Regions from separate parts of the Mus musculus genome. Here region 2 is linked to region 1. A link is a contact called in public HiChIP or PLAC-seq data. All regions are on one chromosome and are shown on one strand. Each heading gives the region's core, a stretch centred on a gene start, on an enhancer-like site or on the middle of the called end of the contact. The rest is flanking DNA. Distances are from core to core; before and after follow the strand shown.

Region 1 (4,861 bases), core at 918-3,417:
AGAGAGAGAACCTACTTGTTCTACAGTGACCTCAGAAGGAGTTTATAATACTCTACAAAGTTACATGGGGCGTGTCCTCCATTGAAGTATGTGAGGAGTACTTCAAAGCATTTCAAAATTCTCAAGTCCACACAGGAGTGTTGTTTGTGTATAAGTGACCTCAGGAAACCTAGTCACTGTCACCAGTGTCAGAGGACTTGCATGTGATAGAGGATGTGGCATTTCTTTCTGGGTCCAGAGGGAGAACCAGGACCTGAAGGAGGCAGTAATTAGCCCAAGAACAGGAAGGATTCATGAAGGCAAAGCAATCACCGCACTGCTCTGCTGTGGGTAACTCTCTGCACTCCTGCTTCTCGCAACCTGCCAACTCCCCAGCTGGGCTAGATCTCGCTCCCACACTCCTGCCACCAGTGACTCTCTCCAGCTAGCCTCTGCAGTGTCTGGCTGACCTCTCTCCCAGAGGACTCTGTCTACCCCACATTCAGCCACCAAAACACCCATTTACCCGGTAGAATCAAAACTCTTAAAGCTTATAATTAACCAATCAGATTTATATATCAATAAATTTTCAATTTACAAGATGCCAATACAATAATTTCAGAGCCAGTTGATAATGATAAAAGCTTTATCCCAATTATTCCAATCTTATGATCATAACTACTTGTGACTGGCTAAAGCCACACTAGAGTCTGGTGAGATGGCTCAGTGGGTAAGAGCAATGACTATTCTACTAAAGGTCCCGAGTTCAGGTCTCAGCAATGACATGGTGGTTCATAACCACCCGTAATGAGATCTGACACCCTCTTCTAGTGTGTCTGAAGACAGCTGCAGTGTACTTAATTATAATAATAAATTAATCTTTGGGCCAGAGTGAGCAGGGACTGAGCAAGTGGGGACAGAGTAAGCAGAGGTCCTAAAAATTCAATTCCCAACAACCACATGAAGGCTCACAATCATCTGTGCAGCTACAGTGTGCTCATGTACGTAAAATAAAATAAATAAATCTTTAAAGCCATGTTGGTTCACATCTGCCGCCATCTTCCTTTTTTCTCCCTCTTTCTCTCTCTGATGTTCCCTGTCCCTGCAACTCTTAGCTCTGCCTCCCTTTTTCCTGTCCAATCACAGGCCTCCTGCTGCCCTAATGTAATTGGACAGGGAAAATTCTGCAACACTGACTGTTTGATTATTGATTATTTACTACATGTAAGGCATTGCCCTAAGGGATAGAGGACCCTAAATATGACCTAGGCAAGTTCTGAGCTTTACAGTGATTCTGTTTGAGATGAGATCCATCTAACCATCCCACATTCATCCATTCTCCATCCATTCATTCATCCTACACCAATCCATCCTGTATCCATCCATTCATTCATTCATTCATTCATCCATCCTCCATCCATTCATCCTACACCTATCCATCCTGCATCCGTCCAATGAGTGCCGCTGCTCTCATAAACAGATACACACTAAGCATCTATTATGTGGCATCCTCATAGCACCAGGGATACAGCAATTGAAAAGACAAAGATTTGGGGCTGGCGAGATGGCTCAGTGGTTAAGAGCACTGGCTGCTCTTCCAAAGGTCCCGAGTTCAATCCCAGCAACCACATGGTGGCTCACAACCATCTGTAATGAGATCTGATGCCCTCTTCTGGTGTGTCTGAGGACAGGGACAGTGGACTCACATACATAAAATAAACAGAGGCGGATAATATTAGCAGTGAGACTTCCTAAACCATGATGTTAAAGTTTTCTTTGAGAATGAAGTTAGGACATTAGCTTGAAACAAATAAATGATATTGTCAAATAGGGGTGTGGCTATGACTAAGAAAGCTGAAATACAGCAAACTGTATTCTACGTTGAGAGCTGTTAGAGTGTGTGTGTGGGGGGGGTGTCCTGCCTGTACTAGAGAACAGTAGGAGGGAAGAGGCTGTAAATGTGTTCCTGGTATTTATCAGATGAAGGGCAGCAGGCACTGAGTGAGCTCACTGACACAGGCCACTGGGAGCATTCAGCTCTCGCTCTTTCTCTCATGCTCTCTCTCTCACGGCTCCCGCTTCTCTCTGGGCTGACTCCCCCCGGAATTTGTCCCAGTGGTCCTGGGAAAGGCTCTTCTGTCAGCTCACAGTACTGTGCACACTATGTGTCATGACACTGTCACAGCTGGGGTTTATTGACTCTTTGGTGTCTGACTTCCCTCCTAGGCAGTAGCTACATGAAGAAAGAGGCTCTGCCTGTCTTTTCTGCCTTTGGATCTCATTTCCTGGTACTTACAGGCATTCAGGAAATAACTGTTAAATGACTGAATGAGTAAACCAAAGGCCCAATGAATCTGACTTTCCAGGAAGATTTCCCTATAAAAGAAGAATGTTCTGAACAGAACAGGGGCTTTTATTTCTGAAGCTCTTAGGGACTTACATCTTCACAGCAGCACTTGAACACAAGATAGAAAATACAAGTGCTGGTTGGGTTTTTTTATTTGTTTGTTTTTTGTTTTTCAACTTGATACAAGCTAGAGTCATCTGACAGGATAGGACCTTAATTGAGAAAATGTCCCCATCACATTGGCCTATAGGCCAGTCTGTAGGGCATTTTCTTCTTCTTCTTCTTCTTCTTCTTTTTTTTTTTTTGAGACAGGGTTTCTCTGCATAGCCCTGGCTGTCCTGGAACTCACTTTGTAGACCAGGCTGGCCTCGAACTCAGAAATCCGCCTGCCTCTGCCTCCCGAGTGCTGGGATTAAAGGCATGCGCCACCACGCCCGGCCTTATTTTCTTCATTTCTTGTTGATGGAAGAGAACCTATCCCATTTTGTGCCATCCCCAGGTGGGTGGTCCTAGGTTGTACAAAATAGCAGGCTGAGCAAGTCTAGGGGAGCAAGCCAGGGAACGGCACCTCTGTGGCCTTTGCTTCAGTGCCTGCCTCCAAGATCCTGCCTTGAGCACCTGCCCCAGCTTCCCTCGGTGACTGACAGACTGTGGGCTATAAGGACTGTGGGCTATAAGGACTGTGGGCTATAAGGACTGTGGGCTATAAGGACTGTGGGCTATAAGAACTGTGGGCTATAAGATGAAATAAACCCTTTCCTCCTCAAGGTGCTTTTGGTCCCCGAAAACTAGGACAGCGACTGAACAGGAGCTGAGGGATTTTGGAAATGGAACAATTATGGATATGGCTGAGCAGGCACCCACCCTAAGCCTTGAATTGAACATGGCTGCCGTGCAGGGCTGAGGAGGGAGGGGGAAGGAGTTCTAGGCATGGATGAACAAAGAAACCAAGTCCAGAACTTAGTGTGCAGATGAGCTATTGGCAGACCATGTTGGGGAAGGTATGCTGAGATTTCTAGGCTCTGGTTCACTATGGAGGAAATCCCTGAATTGTATCGGGAAGGGAAGGTTCACTTCTGTCATGTCCCCCCGAAAATAGTGTGGGTGATGGCAAGGGCCGAATGACCCCAGGGAAAGGCCGGTCGGAATGGCCTCCCAAAGGCCTCCCAGTGGCTATCACTTCAGCAGCCTCACAGGATCCAGATGCTGGCTTTTTGCCCTGGAAACGCAGGAATGCCATCCATCAGTACTAAGCAGTCTAGGCTTCCTGCTGTCCATGACCTGGACAACAGCTTCCCAAAGGCAAAGGAAAATTTGATTGCTGAAGATATCAGATGCTCCTGTGTTAGGCATTCTGGCCCCGTAGGCAGGTCACGTGAAAGCTCCTCCCCTAACCACTGGTCAGCTTGCCAAGTCACAGTAAGAAACTACAACTGAGGGAGGACTCCCACCCCCAGTGGCTCATACATTCACGTCCTGTAGGTGGATCTAAAGCCATAGTTTGAGAATTAGAACTATAATTAGTTTGCTTGGTAAATTTGGATTAAGACAAGGGGGAAATATTGAAAAAATGTTTTGAGGTATCTGGCTTACATCTCTATAACAGGAAGATACCTCAGAATCTCCTCAGCCTCCATCTTCAGCGACTTCAGAACTCAGCCGCTCTGCCATGGGATCTGCTGAGCATGGCTTGTCTGACTACCTCACGCTCTTGTGGTTAGTCGGCTTCCTTCTAAATGAGCCTGCCTTCAGATTTCATTGGCTTCTCAGTCTAAGGACTACTGTTTCTTTAAGGCGACTTAGCTGATCTTTGCTCTAATCCATTACGTGGTGATGCCCTAGTTTAACTCTCAGAGGACAATCTCATTTCTGATTCTTTCAGAATCACTCACTGAAGCTAACTGCTAACACTCTACCGTCTGGAGATTCTGGGGCCCTCTGAGCCCCAAGTGGCTTAGGACAATCTTACTTAACATTCTCAGAATTTTACAAACTTTGCTGATCATATCCCATTCTGTTCATTTGTATTTTTGTAATTAAAACACTCATATCTGTTATTTTATCCTGTCTCCTCCTTCTCTTCCTCCTCCCTCTTGTGAGACAGGCCTAGAACTCTATGTAGACCGGGCTCAGTGTGTTGAAACTTGGCATGGGGACTATTCCAGTGGCCTGGGCTTGATTAGCAGGGCACAGTCCTACCCCTGTCTCTAGGACTTCAGAGGGCAGCTGAGTCAGTCGGGAAATGCACCAGAGGGAGCGTCTTTTCCATCTGTATCTATTCTATCTGTGAGACCATGGGAAGGGTGTTGTCATGTGAGGTGGTATTTGGTATAATAACAGCACCTGGAGAGGTAGAAGGACCATGAGTTCAAGGCCAGCCTGGGCTACATAATGAGACAGAGAGAGAGAGAGAGAGAGAGAGAGAGAGAGAGAGAGAGAGAGACTGTCCTGAGCCTGGAGCTGCAAGGCATGGAAGGTTGACTGACTCTCAGACCCAGAGGTCTACCAACTAACCACTCCTGGATAAATTAGAAC
Region 2 (4,842 bases), core at 2,333-4,832, 110 kb after region 1:
AGAGAATTTCTAATCCGTATGACATTAAATCTGTGTTTTAACGGAGCGCTTTTATTGTTCTGTTTTAATCCTCTCCCTGCCCCAGCAACCCAGTCTGACTAGTACTGGATTTGTCTTCCTTTAGGGCCTCGGTGACAGTTTCATCATCCCCCTTAGATAAATCTCTCAGACCCTGAGTTAACGAATACACACCACTAATTTTTGTTAGCTGAATTTCTGATGGTGCTTCCTAGCTGCCTAACATTAGCTCATTAAAAACGCCTGGCATCAGATATACCTTCACCTAATCTGTTTTTAATGAGTTGCTGGAGTCTTTTTGTGACTGTTTTATTTTATCCTCCAATTCCACCAATTTCTTTTATAGCCCTGGAAAAAGGTGGCAGTCAGAGGGATGTTTCAGTGCAAAAAAAAAACAAGCAAACAAACAAACAAACAAACAAAAAACCAAAAGAACGGCACGCTATGCAGGCCTTCCAGCCTGGGTTCAACCCTCAGAACCAAGTAAATGTGGAAGAAGAACAGAACACACATGCGTGAACACACACACACACACACACACACACACACACATACACACACACACACACACATGACACACACACACACATGCACACACACACACACACACACACACACGACACACATTAAGTAAAATTAAATTAATATGGAGAAAGGTGATTCATGATCACTTTCTGTGTTTATTTCTCCTATCATTTTCATCCCTGATTAAATAATAAAGTTTTCTTCTGTAACATTAAATAGCCATAGTATCCTTTGTTGTTTTAAAAGCACAGATAATTGTTTTCTCATGGCTTATTTTATGTGTATGAATGTCTTGCCTGCATGTGTGTATATGTGTGCACTGCATGTTTGACCCCAGGGTGTTCAGAGACCACCATGGGCATCACATTCCCTGGATCTCAAGTTGCAGACAGTTGTCAGCTGCCTGTGTCCTGTCAGCAGGAACTGCACCTGAGTCCTCTGCAAAAGCACTAAGCGCTCTTGACTGCTGAGCCATCAGTGTGGCTCCAAATGTGTGTGTGTGTTTAAAGAGGCAATGATGTCTCCCTACATTGCTCAGGCTGGCCTTAAATGCAAAGGTTCTCCCGTCATCCTATCTCAGCCTTCCAGCAGAGAACAACCGATGTGCCTGGCAGCCGTTTGATAGCTGTAAAGTTTCCAGTCTGGAGGGATGGCTTAGTGGTTAAGAGCACTTGCTGTGATCTGGAGTTCGGTCCTCAGCACCCACATTCAGGTAACTCACAACTACCTGCAAATCTAACTCCAGAGGATTCAATGCCCTCTTCTGACCCCAAGGGTACTTGAAGTTGTGTGTACATACACACAGATATGCAGCACTTACATACACATAAATTTAATATTTTTTGTGTTGTTTTTCTGAGGCAGTCTTAGGTAGCTCATTGTGGCTTTGAACTCCTAAGCCTCCTGCCTCTGCCTTTCAAATGCTGGTGTTACAAGTATGGGCTGCTATGCCTTGCTCTTTTGGAGCAAGAGAGGACAGGGTTTACGTACATACACACACACACACACACACACACACACACACAATACACACACACACTATATGTGGCAAGAGCTTGGGTTGTAAGTATACTCACTATGCTTGGCTTAAAGTTTGACTTTTAATCAGGACTATGATTTAAGTTATGGACATTTTCATGATTTCCTGCCTTGTGTTAGGTCCCTCTGCAGATCCTTACTTTTGTATTAGCATTTGCACTTCCTAGAGGACCCCACCACCACCACCCTGTCCCTGCTTTTAAGCAGTGAGACTCTGATCATCTCTGTAGTCTCAGAAAACTGGCCCTGGGAGACTGTTTAATACTTCCTGGGTTTTGTTTGGTGTTGAGGTCATTATAAGTGACAGCGCCTGATAGGTTAGGTCCTGTTGCATCAGGCAGAGTTCCTGACAGTGTTTAGTAAATAGATGAGAATCCGCCACAGACAGTGCTTGCAGAGACCTGAGGGGACTGTTACTCCTCCACAGCCCTCCTGTTTATAATAACGGTCAACGCCTCGGCCCATCAGCCCATCGCTCTTGGCCCTTCCTCGGAATCAACCACTGAGTGTTAGGGCAGAAACAACCATTTGCTGGGGCAGACAGATGAAAAATAGTTTGTGATTTCCTTCATGGTTTTAAGAGATGGGAAAACACAGCTTTCGACTTCCCTGCTTTTAGATGTAGAGAGAATATGTGTGTTTTTAGAGATTAATACTGAGGCAGTTCCTGCTATCTGGGATTTCATATAGAAATCCTCACAGTTTCAAAGCTCATCAAATTAAAAAGAATGCGTTATAAAGGCAAAGAAGTAAACCAGCTAAGGCACCTCCATCTATACAATAAGCCCAGCAGCAAACAGCTAAGCAGACAGACGACCCCCAGGGCTGGAGAGATGGCTCAGGGCTTCAAGCACTGGCTACTCTTGGAGAGAACCAGACTTCAGTTCCCAGCATCCATGTTTGTAACTTACATCCTCCTCTAGTTCCAGCTCCAGGGGAGCCTCTTCTGCCTTCCATGAGTCCTCACACACACGCACACACACACACACACACACACACACACACACACACACACACACAGAGAGAGAGAGAGACAGACAGACAGACAGACAGACAGACGCACATGGACATACACAGACACAAATAAAAACTCAAAGTGAAATGTTTAAACAGTAAACCTTCGTCCCTGTACTTTCTGTGGCTTTCCTTCTCCACTCAAGCCGTCCGTCCATCCGTCCTACTGGAATACCTGTCAGTCCATCTGCTCTTCTAGTCATTGACTCTGTATTCAGAACCTGAGCTATTTATGTCTAAATCCAACTCAAACCCTACCTCTTCCAGGCAGGATTTCCTGTGCCCGCCCCTGTTCTTCTGCCTTCTGGTGTCCACGGCATCTCCAGAGCATGGTGCTCAGTCCTATTCGATGTTGTCTTCAGTACTGTGCCTTATCTCGCTCAGCACTTAACACAGAGGCAGAAAGCTGAGCGAGGCCAGCCTGGGCTTCGTAACCTTACCTTATCTCCAAACACAAAGGGCTGCAGAGTTAGCTTGCTGGCACAAACAAAACGCTGGTTTGAGCCCAGCACTGAAAGAAAAGGCTTCTCCTCAGACTTTCCTCTGTTATCCTTGGGCTGACCCGGATGGTAGCCTCCTTTTGAAATTCTGTGTATCTGTTTTACCATCTGACTCCTTCTCTTCTAGAGCTAAAGTCGCTGCAGCTGATGGGCCACCCGGGAACCCAGCCCAGGCACTCACGCCAGTGAGGCACACAGTAACACTAGACAAAGATGTCCTCCTCCAGAACTATGGATTCCACATTTCTGAGACTCTTCCCCTCACAGTGGTGGCTGTCACAGCAGGTACGGGCTGATGGGGAACTGGGAAACGATCTTAGCCTCTTAGGGAGAGTAGCTGGGCTTCTCTCCACCACCACCACCCCACGCCCCCCCCCCTGACGCCCACCCCCCTGACCTGTAAAAAAGGCAGAATGTGCTACCTGAGAAGCTAGAAAATTCTGACCCCCTCCCAGGGCTTTCCACTTTCCTTTGGTGCAGGATGGAGTGGCCCCAGGAACCCTTGCTCCTCTGAGCCCAAGACTCCCCCACTGGCCTTGGCCAGGGCTCCTGCACTCCTGTGGCTTTCAGGCCTATGTCAGGCAGGAAAGGTATTTGGATAAGCTGGCCCTCCTCTTTGACTCCTGCATGTCCTGGCTGGCAAGTTTCTACGGAGAGAATAATAGAAACGATTGATTTGTTTTCACACTGTCTCTGTGAAATCTAGGCTGTGCCGGAGGGAAAAGGAGCTGGCTGGGAGAGTCTTTGTTTTCATGCTTGGTGTTAGGTTTGATGCTGGTTAAAATGCATCAACTTCCGTTTATCTATGTGAGAATGTATACACACTCAATTCCTTGGCCGGCTGTGACAATTTGGACAGCTCTGTTCCTTTTCTTTCTGTGGCCAGTCTCCACCATCTCTTGAAACTGATGAGAAGTCGGTAGGTGCCTTTCCTGTGGTCTACAACGAGAAAAACCATGCTCTATATGAGCCAGTGTTTAAGGGTCCTAGGCTGCCATGCCAAGGTGCACTGTGACGGGTGGTGGCTCCCCCTCTGGGCCTGGGCAGTTACCTGTTTTCTATCCAACAGGCGGCTCTGCTCACGGCAAGCTTTTCCCTGGTGATCAGATTCTCCAAATGAACAATGAACTGGCTGAAGACCTTTCCTGTGAACGAGCGGCTGATATTCTCAGGTACTCACCTATCTGTGCGAATCCAGAGTCGGTCAGTCGGGTGATCAGATAGCAAAGTGAACCCTCAGGAAGGCTGTGGCTGGCCTGTCCCCTTTAAAGCACCAGAGCAGTTCCATCTCAGACAGTGGCATTTTGGCTATGACAGTATTATGATCTGCCGTCTTCTACCTGGCACTGTTGTAGGATAAATATCACACTGTGAACCCCACCAGAGATTGTGTTAGTTGCTGAAAAAAAAAAAAAACACAACAAACAAAAACAAAAAACCAAAACTGTTTCTAGTTGTGGTGTGGCTCAGCCCTTAGCACACACCTTTATTCCCTCTGGCTGAAATGCAGACACGCTCTTAGTACACACCTTTAATTCCAAACAGCAAAGGTAAAATTAGTTTGCACCCATATTTGAAATTGATGTCTAATTGAGTGGCAGACAAAGTGATGAATCGGAGCAAGATTTGACAGAACAGGACAGGCCCAACTCTCATGAGAAGAGAGAGGAGAAAGGGGGAGGGGAAGGAGCAGTGCAGAGGGAGAGAGAGAGGAGAAGGAGGAGTTGTACAGAGACAGGTTGCAGAG

Evidence for each region. HiChIP or PLAC-seq counts read pairs in DNA pulled down with a chosen protein or histone mark.
Region 2: an H3K27ac HiChIP or PLAC-seq map of trophoblast stem cells shows a contact between it and region 1, with 13 read pairs. The contact joins the promoter of Frmpd1os here to the enhancer-like site in region 1. A contact is called at or near these places in 6 of 39 promoter capture datasets (the 3T3-L1 cell line, the C10 cell line, embryonic stem cells and 2 more) and 4 of 115 datasets of contacts at active chromatin or transcription factors (embryonic stem cells, extraembryonic endoderm stem cells, neural progenitor cells and 1 more).

Annotation. Positions count from the first base shown.
Region 1 is chr4:45,131,099-45,135,959 of GRCm38.p6, forward strand. No RefSeq gene overlaps it. Among named protein-coding and RNA genes, the nearest start is that of Tomm5, 25 kb to the left of the region's middle. Within about 2 kb of position 2,168, at least 9 of the 459 cell types and tissues checked have an H3K27ac peak or open chromatin away from gene starts, as enhancers often do. A contact at or near this core is called in trophoblast stem cells, where this site is marked.
Region 2 is chr4:45,240,408-45,245,249 of GRCm38.p6, forward strand. It overlaps Frmpd1os (FERM and PDZ domain containing 1, opposite strand), which reads right to left and starts at 3,583. Exons shown (of 3, transcript NR_040666.1): 1 at 3,518-3,583. It overlaps Frmpd1 (FERM and PDZ domain containing 1), which reads left to right. Exons shown (of 16, transcript NM_001081172.2): 3 at 3,223-3,380; 4 at 4,165-4,267.